Regions from separate parts of the Mus musculus genome. Here region 2 is linked to region 1. The links are chromatin contacts, called in public capture Hi-C maps. All regions are on one chromosome and are shown on one strand. The core of a region is the stretch at or near the end of the contact, and the rest is flanking DNA. Distances in the headings are between cores, read along the strand shown.

What was found. Capture Hi-C pulls out chosen DNA fragments and counts their contacts.
Region 2: a contact with region 1 is called in a capture Hi-C map of embryonic stem cells, with 3 times the contacts expected there. The contact joins two enhancer-like sites. A contact is called at or near these places in 2 of 39 promoter capture datasets (hippocampal neurons and liver), 5 of 115 datasets of contacts at active chromatin or transcription factors (all in embryonic stem cells) and 1 of 9 other capture datasets (embryonic stem cells).

Annotation. Positions count from the first base shown.
Region 1 is chr7:13,295,765-13,301,267 of GRCm38.p6, reverse strand. Lig1 (ligase I, DNA, ATP-dependent) reads right to left here. Exons shown (of 29, transcript NM_010715.3): 13 at 4,874-5,040; 14 at 4,472-4,548; 15 at 2,440-2,531; 16 at 2,129-2,228; 17 at 921-1,006; 18 at 222-337. Among named protein-coding and RNA genes, the nearest start is that of Lig1, 20 kb to the right of the region's middle. Within about 2 kb of position 3,502, at least 15 of the 459 cell types and tissues checked have an H3K27ac peak or open chromatin away from gene starts, as enhancers often do. A contact at or near this core is called in embryonic stem cells, where this site is marked.
Region 2 is chr7:14,111,767-14,117,269 of GRCm38.p6, reverse strand. The region is part of intron 2 of Sult2a3 (sulfotransferase family 2A, dehydroepiandrosterone (DHEA)-preferring, member 3); the gene reads left to right. Among named protein-coding and RNA genes, the nearest start is that of Sult2a3, 8.5 kb to the left of the region's middle. Within about 2 kb of position 2,634, at least 7 of the 459 cell types and tissues checked have an H3K27ac peak or open chromatin away from gene starts, as enhancers often do. A contact at or near this core is called in embryonic stem cells, where this site is marked.

The sequences.
Region 1 (5,503 bases), core at 2,253-4,752:
CACCTCAAGTTTCCTGATACCTGTAACCTGTGTCTGGCATTCACCATCTTTCTTTTTCCTACTTTTTTTTAAACTTATATTTAAAGTAAATGAATGAGAGAGAGAGAGAGAGAGAGAGAGAGAGAGAGAGAGAGAGTGTGTGCACGCACTCACGAGTGAGAGTGCCACTTAACCTACAGTGAGTACCTTCCTCATACAGGAAGGGCTGTGCTTGCCCATACCTGTGCTCGCTGCCCATCGTATTTATATTCACAGGTGAAGTCGACCTCCTCAAAGCGTTTTAGGACCTCACTGACACCCCGAGTGGGATGAGCCAGCATTGGTTTAAGAGGGACCCCTGGGAGGAAAGAAAGCAAGTTAGGGGGGCCAGGGGAAAGGCAAAAGCTACCAATGTGTCTTTGGACTACTACTCACTTCTGCTGACATAAGGGAGAGGACTACCCACATTTCAGAAGAGAAACTTGGGTCCTCATACCAGCCTCCCTGGAAGCTAATAAAGGTCATAAATAGGCACAGAAGTAACAAATAACAGAACAAGTAATATGGTCATATCCTTTACAAGCAATGTTACTCCCCCCCTTTCCCTGATCATATAGGCTTTAGAGTGAAAGGAAGCAAATAGAAGGATGAGATAGAAGGAACCCAGGTCCCTAGATGAACACTGGAGCACAGCCACATGCTGCCACAGCTGCCTGCCTTGCTCTGAACATGTATGCACATAGCAAATTCTGTGGCCAAGCCACTGCCTTCTGGACATTTTTTGCTGCTGCACTCCATGCCCTGCTCAGTTCACAAGAGAGAGCTGAGGGGGAAAAGACAAGGGTCTCAGCAAAGGGAAGAAGTACTCAGAAACTGTCTGGGTATAGTTGTTCACACATAGAAAATAGCTGCCCCAGCTTTGAGGGCCCATGGAGTGATACCTGGGCTCAGCTTGCAGTGCTCTGGGAGACGTTCCAGGCCATGTTCCAGCAGCACAGGGATGATTCGATCCAGGTCAGGAACCTCACTAGGGATGGGTTGGAGAGAAGACAGCAAGATGACAAGGTCTTTTGTTTTCTTCCATGGTGCTGGAAGAAGGGGTAGAACCCAGGCCTTGGGCATATGAAGAAAATATTCTGCTGCTGGACTATACCATACCCATAACCCAGATAGGACAGACCTAAGCAGGCAGTGGCAAATTCCAGGGTGTGGATTCTAGGCAAGCACACTCTTAGCCACTCACTGGTAGATTCTAGGAAAGCAGTCAACTGCTAAGCCACAACCCCACTCCTTGATTTTATAAGACAGGATCTTGCTACATATTCCAAGTTGGTAGAGAACTTGAGATACCAAGGGTATACTGGGATTTCAAGTGTATACCACCACATCCAGCCCATGAAGGTTCTTTCTATAAACTCCTAACTTGAAAACTCTGTCTACATACAAGTGCAAGAATAGAGATCCCTCAGCCCATGCCTGGGCTCTACTTATCTCTATGACCATGTCCCCAACTCATGTCACCAGGTGTCCTACTCTTAGTCACCACACATCATGCTGATTGTTTTCCTCAGCATGCATCCTCCATTACCCCTTGCTCATGTCCCAGTGACTGTGTCCCACTCAAGGCTATTGCTGACTTATTCAGCTAGCCTGGGACCAGGCAGAGTGGGTTAGACAGAGCTTGGCAGATGGTGGATGCTTCAGAGGCTGAGCCATTGGGAGATCTGTGAGAAACTCATCACTGCTATGTGCCCAGCACCCAGAGAAGTCAGGCGCAGATCAAGTGGGTTGGGGACATTTATGGAACTGCTCACTGTCCCTCTTTCCTCAGGAATGGTCACCAGGTCAGTTAATGGTCCTAGGTCAGCTGCTGGCCAAAGTTATATATGGCTCACTATAAAGCCCTAATCCTCTCTGTGCTGGTAATATCTATTATGAGTAGTCACCAGCCTCTTCTCTGGGTACCTTAGGGCTTTGGCTGGAACTCTGGGCATCTTGTGCCTGCAGTCCTCACATGCTATCTCTGCCTCTCACCGCTCATAACCAAGCATCATATCATCCTGGTCTAGACCGTAATCCCTTGCTATTATGAGTCCCACGTCAGTCCCTCATGTGCTGGTCATTATTCTCCCCCAACCCTGCATCTCACCAGAAGGTCTGCTTCAAGATCATGCCTTGTTCTTCCAACCACATCTTTCTGGCCTCTGCTGTCTTGCCCTTCCCAGCATCCACCACCGCCGTGGGAAATTCTATGAGAAGACCAACCAGCAGCTTAGTAATGAGCAAGACCCCTCAGTAATTCAAAGGTCCAGGGTCACAGAGGGTGATGTATGGCATGTGACAGGGCAAGGAATGAGGTAGGCTGCCCAAGTGCATTCTCAGAAGAGAATGTGGCAATAGATGGGAAAAAGAAACCCTGATAACACAGTGATGGGATAAAAATGGGCCGGAGCTACTCACCTTGGCCAGGGGGTGTGAGGCTCACAGCCTGGGCAAGAGCAGCCAGTACCGACTGCTCAGCTAGGCCAAGGCGCAGCCGCCCGCTTAGGGACCTGAGGATAGGACAGCAGCTGTGAGTTGACTGGCCACTCTCATCTTGCCCACCACAATTTGCCTGCTCCTGTCTCCCAGCCTCCACCTTTTGTGGAACCTCTTCAATATTTAGTCTACAAAGCCTCAAAGGGACCCAAGATGTCATATAATCCCTAAAAGATAAGGATATCAGGGCCAGACAGAGATGGCCATGACCGATGGCCACTGGGAAACAAAGCAGGAATTTCACAGCCAAGAGGGTATAGGCTTGAGGAGGGCAAGTCACAGGCAAAAGGTAAAACAGAACCCGACTCTGCTAGTGGGTGTAACAGTCAAAAATCTGACCCAGCCCAGGCTGGATCGCTACACTGCCTGCACCCCACCTCTATCAGCTGCTACATTCACTCCAGTAGCGACACGCGCGACAGGCCCCAAAAACCTGGGCGCTGTCCCGAGGCGAACCATGGCATCCTGTATAACGAATGCTCCAATGTCCTTGCTTTAGTTGGTAAATGGATCTGGGTGCTTTCCCTTAAGACTGCTTTATTATAAGTGCCTCTATTTGACACACAGCTAAGTTAGATTCCTCACCAGTCCTGGGCAGTCCTTGAGCCGACCAAGGGCTTTGAATTCAGTAAGAATGTTGCCTATTCAGTGACATTCAGAATTGCCTCTAGTATAGTAAGAGAGATAGTGAAAGAAATCAGACATTACTATCTACTACACAGAGTTAGAAATTTCAGGGCAAGCTACATCCATATGCAGGAATTTACCATTATCTAGGAAGTTTGTGATCTAAGGAGAAACCAAAGTAGATACTTACTGAGTTACACCCATACACAGGAATTTACAATGGCGTAGGGGGAAGGTGGACTATACAACAGACTAGAATAGGAACTAAGGCAAGGGCACAAAGCCCTAGCCCCTGACTTCTAAGATAAAGCTGACCTTGGGTGGGGCTGCTTTTGATCCCAGTGGTTAACTTTGAATTTTATTCCAGCTGGTTCCTGACAGTCCTTTGTGTTTGCATTCCTCTGTTTTGTGTAGGAGTCATAAAGGTACCTCACTGGTGTGTCATCTAACTTCCCTATTTTCTTCTGTATAAAAAGTTTGATGCTCTATTTGACACATTACATTCAGATCCACACTCCCGGTTTGTCCCCCATTCTCGCCCATCTGTCCGAGACCCTGATTCCCATGGATTGAGGGGGGCCAACTGGGCCCAGTCCATGGCAATCAGCTCCACTGTATTGAGGATAATAGATCTATCTCACATAGTGGCTGGGAGACTAGATGGGGAGACTAGGTACAGGGCAGAACACACTTCAAGAGAGATCAGTAACTTTCCACTGTCATGACAGCTTATACTGAATGCAGGCAGACATCAATAATCAACCACAAAATTTACCCTTGAACTCAAGGATCCTTCTCTAGGCAGCATCACCAATGGAGAATAGTTAGCCCATGACATGTATGGTTTGATATGAAATGCTCTCCACAGGCTCATACTTTGAATGCTCATCTACAGCTTGGTGATACTATTTGGGGAGGCTGTGAAAACTTCAAGAAATGGGGCCTACCCAATGGAAACAGGTCACTAGGTCACTATTTAAGAGGTTATACAGGTCTTGGTCCTGGTCTTACTCTGCTTCCTTATGTGCTGTGATGTGAGGAGCCTCCCCCACACACTCCTGTTGCCACAAACCCTACCATGCCTTCCCTACCAAGATGGACCCAAACTGTCCAAGTCATGAACTAAAATATTCCTTTCCTCCATCAAGTGGTCTAACCATAGTAATACAAAGGTAACTAAAATGGGCTTCCAATGCAAAGTCAGAACTGGGTCATGTTGTTATTTTTCTCATGAGAGGGCAGTCAGGGTGTGTGCAGTGTCTGCAACTGCCAAGTGCTCATAAGCTAGACCCATATGCCTCCCCACTGTCATGAGCCCCATGCTTACCTGGCAATGTACCTGGCTTCTGAGTGGCGGCAGGCAACAAAAAGGCCCTTGATAATGTCCATCTTCTTGGCCATGGACTAAACAAAGTAGAGAATAGGCAAGGAACCATCAGAGAACATTTTTCAGCTTTGGAAAATCTGCCACTGCCATGATCAACCACCACAACCTGTTGTAGTGTCTTAATCTGAGAGCAATGACAATGAGCCTCTCTCCCTTTGTCCAACAAGCATTAACAAGTGTCCTGACACCCAAGAGATGCTAGGTTCTCCAGAGAAGAACAAAAAGAGACACTGTAAATTGCACAAGCACAAACGAACACTAAGGTACACAGTCCCCACCACAGGCTTTGTTCTGGGTCTTGGGACATTTGGAGGTTGGGATAAGCCACCCTGCTCTACTTACAGCACTGCCAGTGAGCCGGGCAATGTCACAGAATTTGGTGAAGACTCCAGAAATAGTAAGTGGAGGTGGAGGCAGCATGAGTCTCTGAGTGCTGCGGCTGTTCTCGGCCACCAGCCCCACATCCCCCTTCTCAGCTACCTCAGCCCGGATGGACTCCAGCTGACGACCTTAATAGATGCAGCAGTGGGGAAGAAAGTAGAAGACGACACTGCAGTAACCTGTCTCTATTCATTGGCTGGATATTTCTCTAGCTATCTGGAATTAGGGGACTTCCCCCTTGTCTACAGATTGCTTCGTTGCTAGTAAATGCCTGCTCCCATTAGGTCAGTGTAAAAAGCCTAAGCAACGGTCAGTCTGAGAAAGACAAGGAGCTGTGTGAGCACAACCAGACTGGGAGTCATGTATAGATAGAACTAAAACCTATGGGGTGGGATGGGGCCAATGGAAGTGGAGAGGGCTGCCTGTTCAATCCTTAGTTGATCTCTAATAGTCCCTCTTGTTTATTGTGTTTCTATTGTTCTGCCTTTTAAAAAGTATGAGTTGTGCCTTGACCTTGCTTAAGTTTGAAATCAGAATCCTAATTTGGAACAATTAAGGTAAGAGCAGGAGGCTGGCAAGATGGACAAGCAA
Region 2 (5,503 bases), core at 1,385-3,884, 820 kb before region 1:
TAAGGCTATATAAGCCATATCCAGAGGCAAAATTTTCCAGTGATTACAAGCAGACTAGAAGCAAGCTCTTTACAATTTTAAGGATGCAAAGGAAAAAACAAACTCTTAAATCTATAATAACTTTACATGAAGTAGGCAAGTCAAATTGCAATGTCCTGATCAATTCTACAGCCTGATTGACATTTTATAAACTTAGAATTTAAAGTTTATTTAGAACAACATCTGGGTAGATCTGCAAAGGTGCTCTTTTAACTAAAAGGAATTTTCCCTGAAGGCAAGGAGAGGCAAGTTTTGAGACCTTCCTTAGGCACCATTTGCAAGACAAAAGAAAGCCACACAAACCCCTGAAGAGGCTGTTTTGAGCTTAGTTCCTCTTGCCATGAGGACAGATTTCATAATTTTTAAGATTCTTTTGCAATATTAGACTATAACTACAACCTTGGGAAAGCAAAACTCAATTTCAAAACAACTTATCACCTTAGAATCAACATTAAAACTTCACTACCACGTTGCGAAATTTGGCTGCCAATTTATACCTATGAATGCATGACAGTGAAAGTTTCAATGCTTCATTAAAAAGACATTGCTTTAAATCTTATCTTTTTTAAAAACATTTTTATTAAGTATTTTCCTCATTTACATTTCCAATGCTATCTCAAAAGTCCCCCATACCCTCCCCCCACTCCCCTACCCACCCACTCCCACTTCTTGGCCCTGGCGTTCCCCTGTACTGAGGGATATATAAAGTTTGCATGACCAATGGGCCTCTCTTTCCACTGTTGGCCAGCTAGGCCATCTTCTGATACATATGCAGCTAGAAACAAGAGCTGGGGGAGCGGGGGAGGTGGTGGTGGTGGTGGTACTGGTTAATTCATATTGTTGTTCCACCTATAGGGTTGCAGATCCCTTTAGCTCCTTGAATACTTTCTCTAGCTCCTCCGTTGGGGGCCCTGTGATCTATCCAATAGCTGACTGTGAACATTTACTTCTGTGTTTGCTAGGCCCCAGCATAGTCTCACAAGAGACAGCTATATCAGGGTCCTTTCAGCAAAATTTTGCTAGTGTATGCAATGGTGTCTGCGCTTGACAACTGATTATGGGATGGATCCTCCGATATGGCAGTCTCTAGATAGTCCATCCTTTTGTCTCAGCTCCAAACTTTATCTCTGTAACTCATTCCATGGGTGTTTTGTTCCCAATTCTAAGAAGGGACAACGTATCTTTAATTCTACTTTCTAGGATAAGAATCACATAAAATATTATCTCTACTTAGGAGGCCTAGTTTTTTTGGCCTGCATTATGCCACATGTTTGAAAGACTCCAAACAGGAGTTACCAATTTAAAACTTACTTTCTAGTAACCAGTGTTACACCTTTTTGTTCATACCCAATAACTTATAAGCTAATACTCTTGTGATGAAGACACGCAGAGTATATTACATTTCTAAGACCAGTAAAATAAATAAATAAATAAATGAAGCGGCTACCTGAGTCTAATAAATTTAGATCAATCAAAGAATTTCAAACTTTCTAGCTATAATTATAAGACAAAAAGCACCTTGTCATTAGCTAAACACTATAATCATGATTGCAGAGAATTTTCTTAGGAAGGAACAACTACCAGCCTATTTGCTTTAAAACTGAGAGGTTGCAAACTCCCTTTCTTTGAGAGCAGCTTTTCCATCAGTGGCTCCCCTGCTGTGCCTGATCCTGGCTAAAGCCTGTGGCCAGTCTCTTGCTGAAGCAGCAGATAAAGTTTTAGCCATCTTTATTTTCCAACATGAAACACAGAACATTCAGTCATTCAGACAACTAGACATGAACTCACATGGATTGAACACATGAACGGTCACGTGCACCAGACATTAGACTAGACGTTAGACAACACAAAGAGAGCAGAGAACTTCTGCTGTAAGTGCCAGAGAGAAAAAGGCAGGGCGTCCCCCGAATTTTTCTCTGCTTCTGGGAGAGTTTCACAATACATTTTCCTCTATATCATTTTATTATTGCAGACCCTGTTTCTGCTGCCTGATGCAGCTTCTGACTGTGGACATCTGCCTGATTATTTAATTTAAACCCTTTTTCCTCTCGCCTAACGCAGTTTTAGAAAACTGCGGACAATCGCCTGATCAGTTCCTAGTTCTGATAATTCGCTGCTGACCTAAGTGAATCCAGTGCTGGGTGATCTCTGATTCAAGCTTAGCCTGTATCTTTCTGCACCTCCAGCAACACTTTACCCGTTGCTCACCATACACCCGATACAATTCTTTTCTTTTAATTCCCATGGAGCTCCATACCAAGCAGCGTTCCTTCAGCGTTTTTCTGCCATTCCTCGGGCCCCACATTCTGTTGGACACCAAACTGTTGGAAGTTGGCCTGCGGCTGACAAGAAAAGGGGTACACCTGGGAGGCAAGCCGGGGCTGAAAAGAGAGGGGAAACTAGGCAGTCAAGAGAAAGAATGGAGTTAAGTCAAGTTTCGGGGATGGGGGGGGGGGGGTGGAGGCCCATTCCCGCCAATTCATCCTTGGAGCCTGGAAGCAGCTGCAGGTGATAACTTGCAGGATAGGGTGTAGTCTCCAGAATAGCTCAGGGGCCTTTCAGCAGGAGGAACAGTGGCAGTGGCTGGACAATAGAGTGGTCAGGGAGGAAGGCTCCACCCTAGATAATCTCCTTAGTGGCAGCAAGGTCAAGGTTTGGCTTAGCCTGCTTCAGGCTGGGGGAGGTTACATGTGTGTGTTTTATCTGGATTTGGAAATTTTTGACTAGGGAAACTGAAGCTTAAAGAGATGAATTCTATATTTGGCAGGTTCTGGCATAGCCTCTCAGGAAACTACTCTATCCAGCTCCTGCCAGCATGTACTTCTTGGCATCAACAATAGTGTCTTGGTTTGGTTACTGAATATGGGATGGATCCCCAGATGGAGCATTATCTGTATTGTCTTTCTTTCAGTCTCTGCTCCACACTTTGTCTCTATGTTTCCTCCCATGATTTTTTTGTTTTCTCTTCTAAGAAGGATGGCAGTATCAACACTTTCGTCGTTCTTCTTCTAGAGCTTCATTTGGTCTGTGAATTGTATTTTGGTTATTCTGAGCTACTGGGCTAATATCCACTTATCAGGGAATGCATACCATTTGTATAGTTTTGTGATTGAGTTACCTCACTCAAGATGATATTTTCTATTTCTATCTATTTTCCTATGAATTTCAAGAAGTCATTGTTTTTTTTATAGATGAGTACTATGCCATCATGTAAATGCACCACCCTTTCTGTATCCTTTCCTCTGTTGAAGGACATCTGATTTGTTTCAAAATTCTGTCTCTTACAAATACAGCTACTATGAACATAGTGGACAATGTATCCTTGTTATATGTTGTAGCATCTTTTGGGTATAAGCTCAGGAGTGCTATAACTGGGTCCTCATGTAATACTACGTCCAGTTTCCTTAGAAACCACCAGACTGATTTCCAGAGTGGTTGTACAAGCTTGCAATCCCACCTGCAATGGAGAAGTGTTCCTTTTTTCCAGATCCTCACCAGAATCTCTGTCACCTGAGTTATTGATCTTAGCCATTCTGACTGGTGTGAGGTGGAATCTCAGTTTCATTTTCATTTTCATTTCCCTGATGACTGAGTATGTTGAACACTTTTTTTAGGTGCTTCTAGGCCACTCCATATTTCTCAGTCGAAAATTCTTTGTTTAGTTCTGTACCCCATTTGTAATAAGGTTATTTGTTACTATGGAGCCTAACTTTTTGAGTTCTTTGTATATATTGGACATTAGCTCTCTATCACATTTAGATCTTTCCCCAGTCTGTTGGTTGCCATTTTGTCCTAATGACCGTGTTCTTTGACTTACAAAACTTTACAGTTTTATGAGGTCCCATTTGTCAATTCTTTATCTTAGAGCATAAGCCATTTGTGTTCTGTTCAGGAACTTTTTTCTTGTGCCCATGTATTTGAGATTCTTCCCCACTTTCTCTTCTATAAGTTTCAATGTATATGGTTTTATGTGGAAGTTCTTGATATACTTGGAGTTAAGCTGTGTAAAAGGGGATAAGAATTGATTGATAGCCACTCTTCCACATTATGACAGCCAATTCAACCAGCATCATTTGTTCAACATGCTGTCTTTTTCCCAATGGATGATTTTAGAAGCTTTGCAAAAGATCAACTGAATATAGGAGTGTGGGTCCAATTTTGTGTTTACAATTCTATTCCATTAATCTACCAGCATTTCATTGTACCAATAGCATACAGTTGGGTTTGTTGTTGTTGTTTTGTTTTTAATCATTATTGCTCTATAATACAACTAGAGATCAGGAATGGTAATTCCCCCAGAAGTTCTTTTATTGTTGAGAATAATTTTTGCTATCCTTGGGAAGTAGGAGTGGATGGTTGGGTCAGGAAACACCTTTGCTGAATCAGTGGGAAGGAGATTGGATTGGAAGTTTCTAGGAAGAAAGTGGGAAGCTGTAAAAGGTGATAACATTTGAACTGTAAATAAAAAATATCCAACAAAAATACTTAAAATTTCTAAGAGGACTTAGATAGATGGCTCAGCTGTTAAGAGTACTGGCTGCTCTTGCAAAGGACCTAGGTTCAGTTCCCAACACCCACATGGTGTCTCACAACTGTCTGCAACTCTAGTCCCAGGGCATCCAACCCCCTTTTTCTTAATGTCTGTGGGTTTCAGTCCACATATGGTGTGCAAAAATGAATGCGTGAACTCAGACGTGCATAAATCAATATTTTTGAAGTTAAAAAAGATGAGATCTATAATAATTGGTTCAAATTATGAAGTTCCTTTTATTAAAAATGATTATTTATGGGCTGAAGTGGTGGCTCCATGGTTAAGAGCAATAACTGTTTTCCAGAGGTACTGAGTTCAATTCCCAGCAACAACATGGAGGCTCATGACCATTTGTAGTGGGATCCAATGCTTTTTGGTATATCTGAATACAGTGACAGTGTACTCCGTATATAAAATAAATAAATCTTTTTAAAAGAAATTATTTCTTTTAATTTGTTTCTTTTATGTTTTGAAATTATTATAATAAAATATAATTATGTACATCATTTCTCCCTCCCTTTTTCTCCCTCTGAAAACATTACTATATCCCCTTTTACTGTCTTTCTAATTTATGGTTTCTTTTTTCATTAATTCATGCTACATATAGATACATATACATATGAATATACATATATATTCCTATGTTCATGTATTCCTATATGGATATATATTTGCATGTTTCTAATGTATACAATATATATTCTTAAATAAATAAATAATCAATATATTCCTAAATAAATCTCTATATCCCAAAACACTTCAGTACATTCTTCTCAGTCACTACAGTATTACTTGTATGTATATTTTATAGGCTCAGCATTTGGTGTTGGATAACCAATTGTTATTGTAATCTTTAGAACTGTTGAATCAGTCTGTGTTTTTTTACACTATTAATGAACTAGTCATTTTGTTGTTCCAGTTTTACAAATCAAA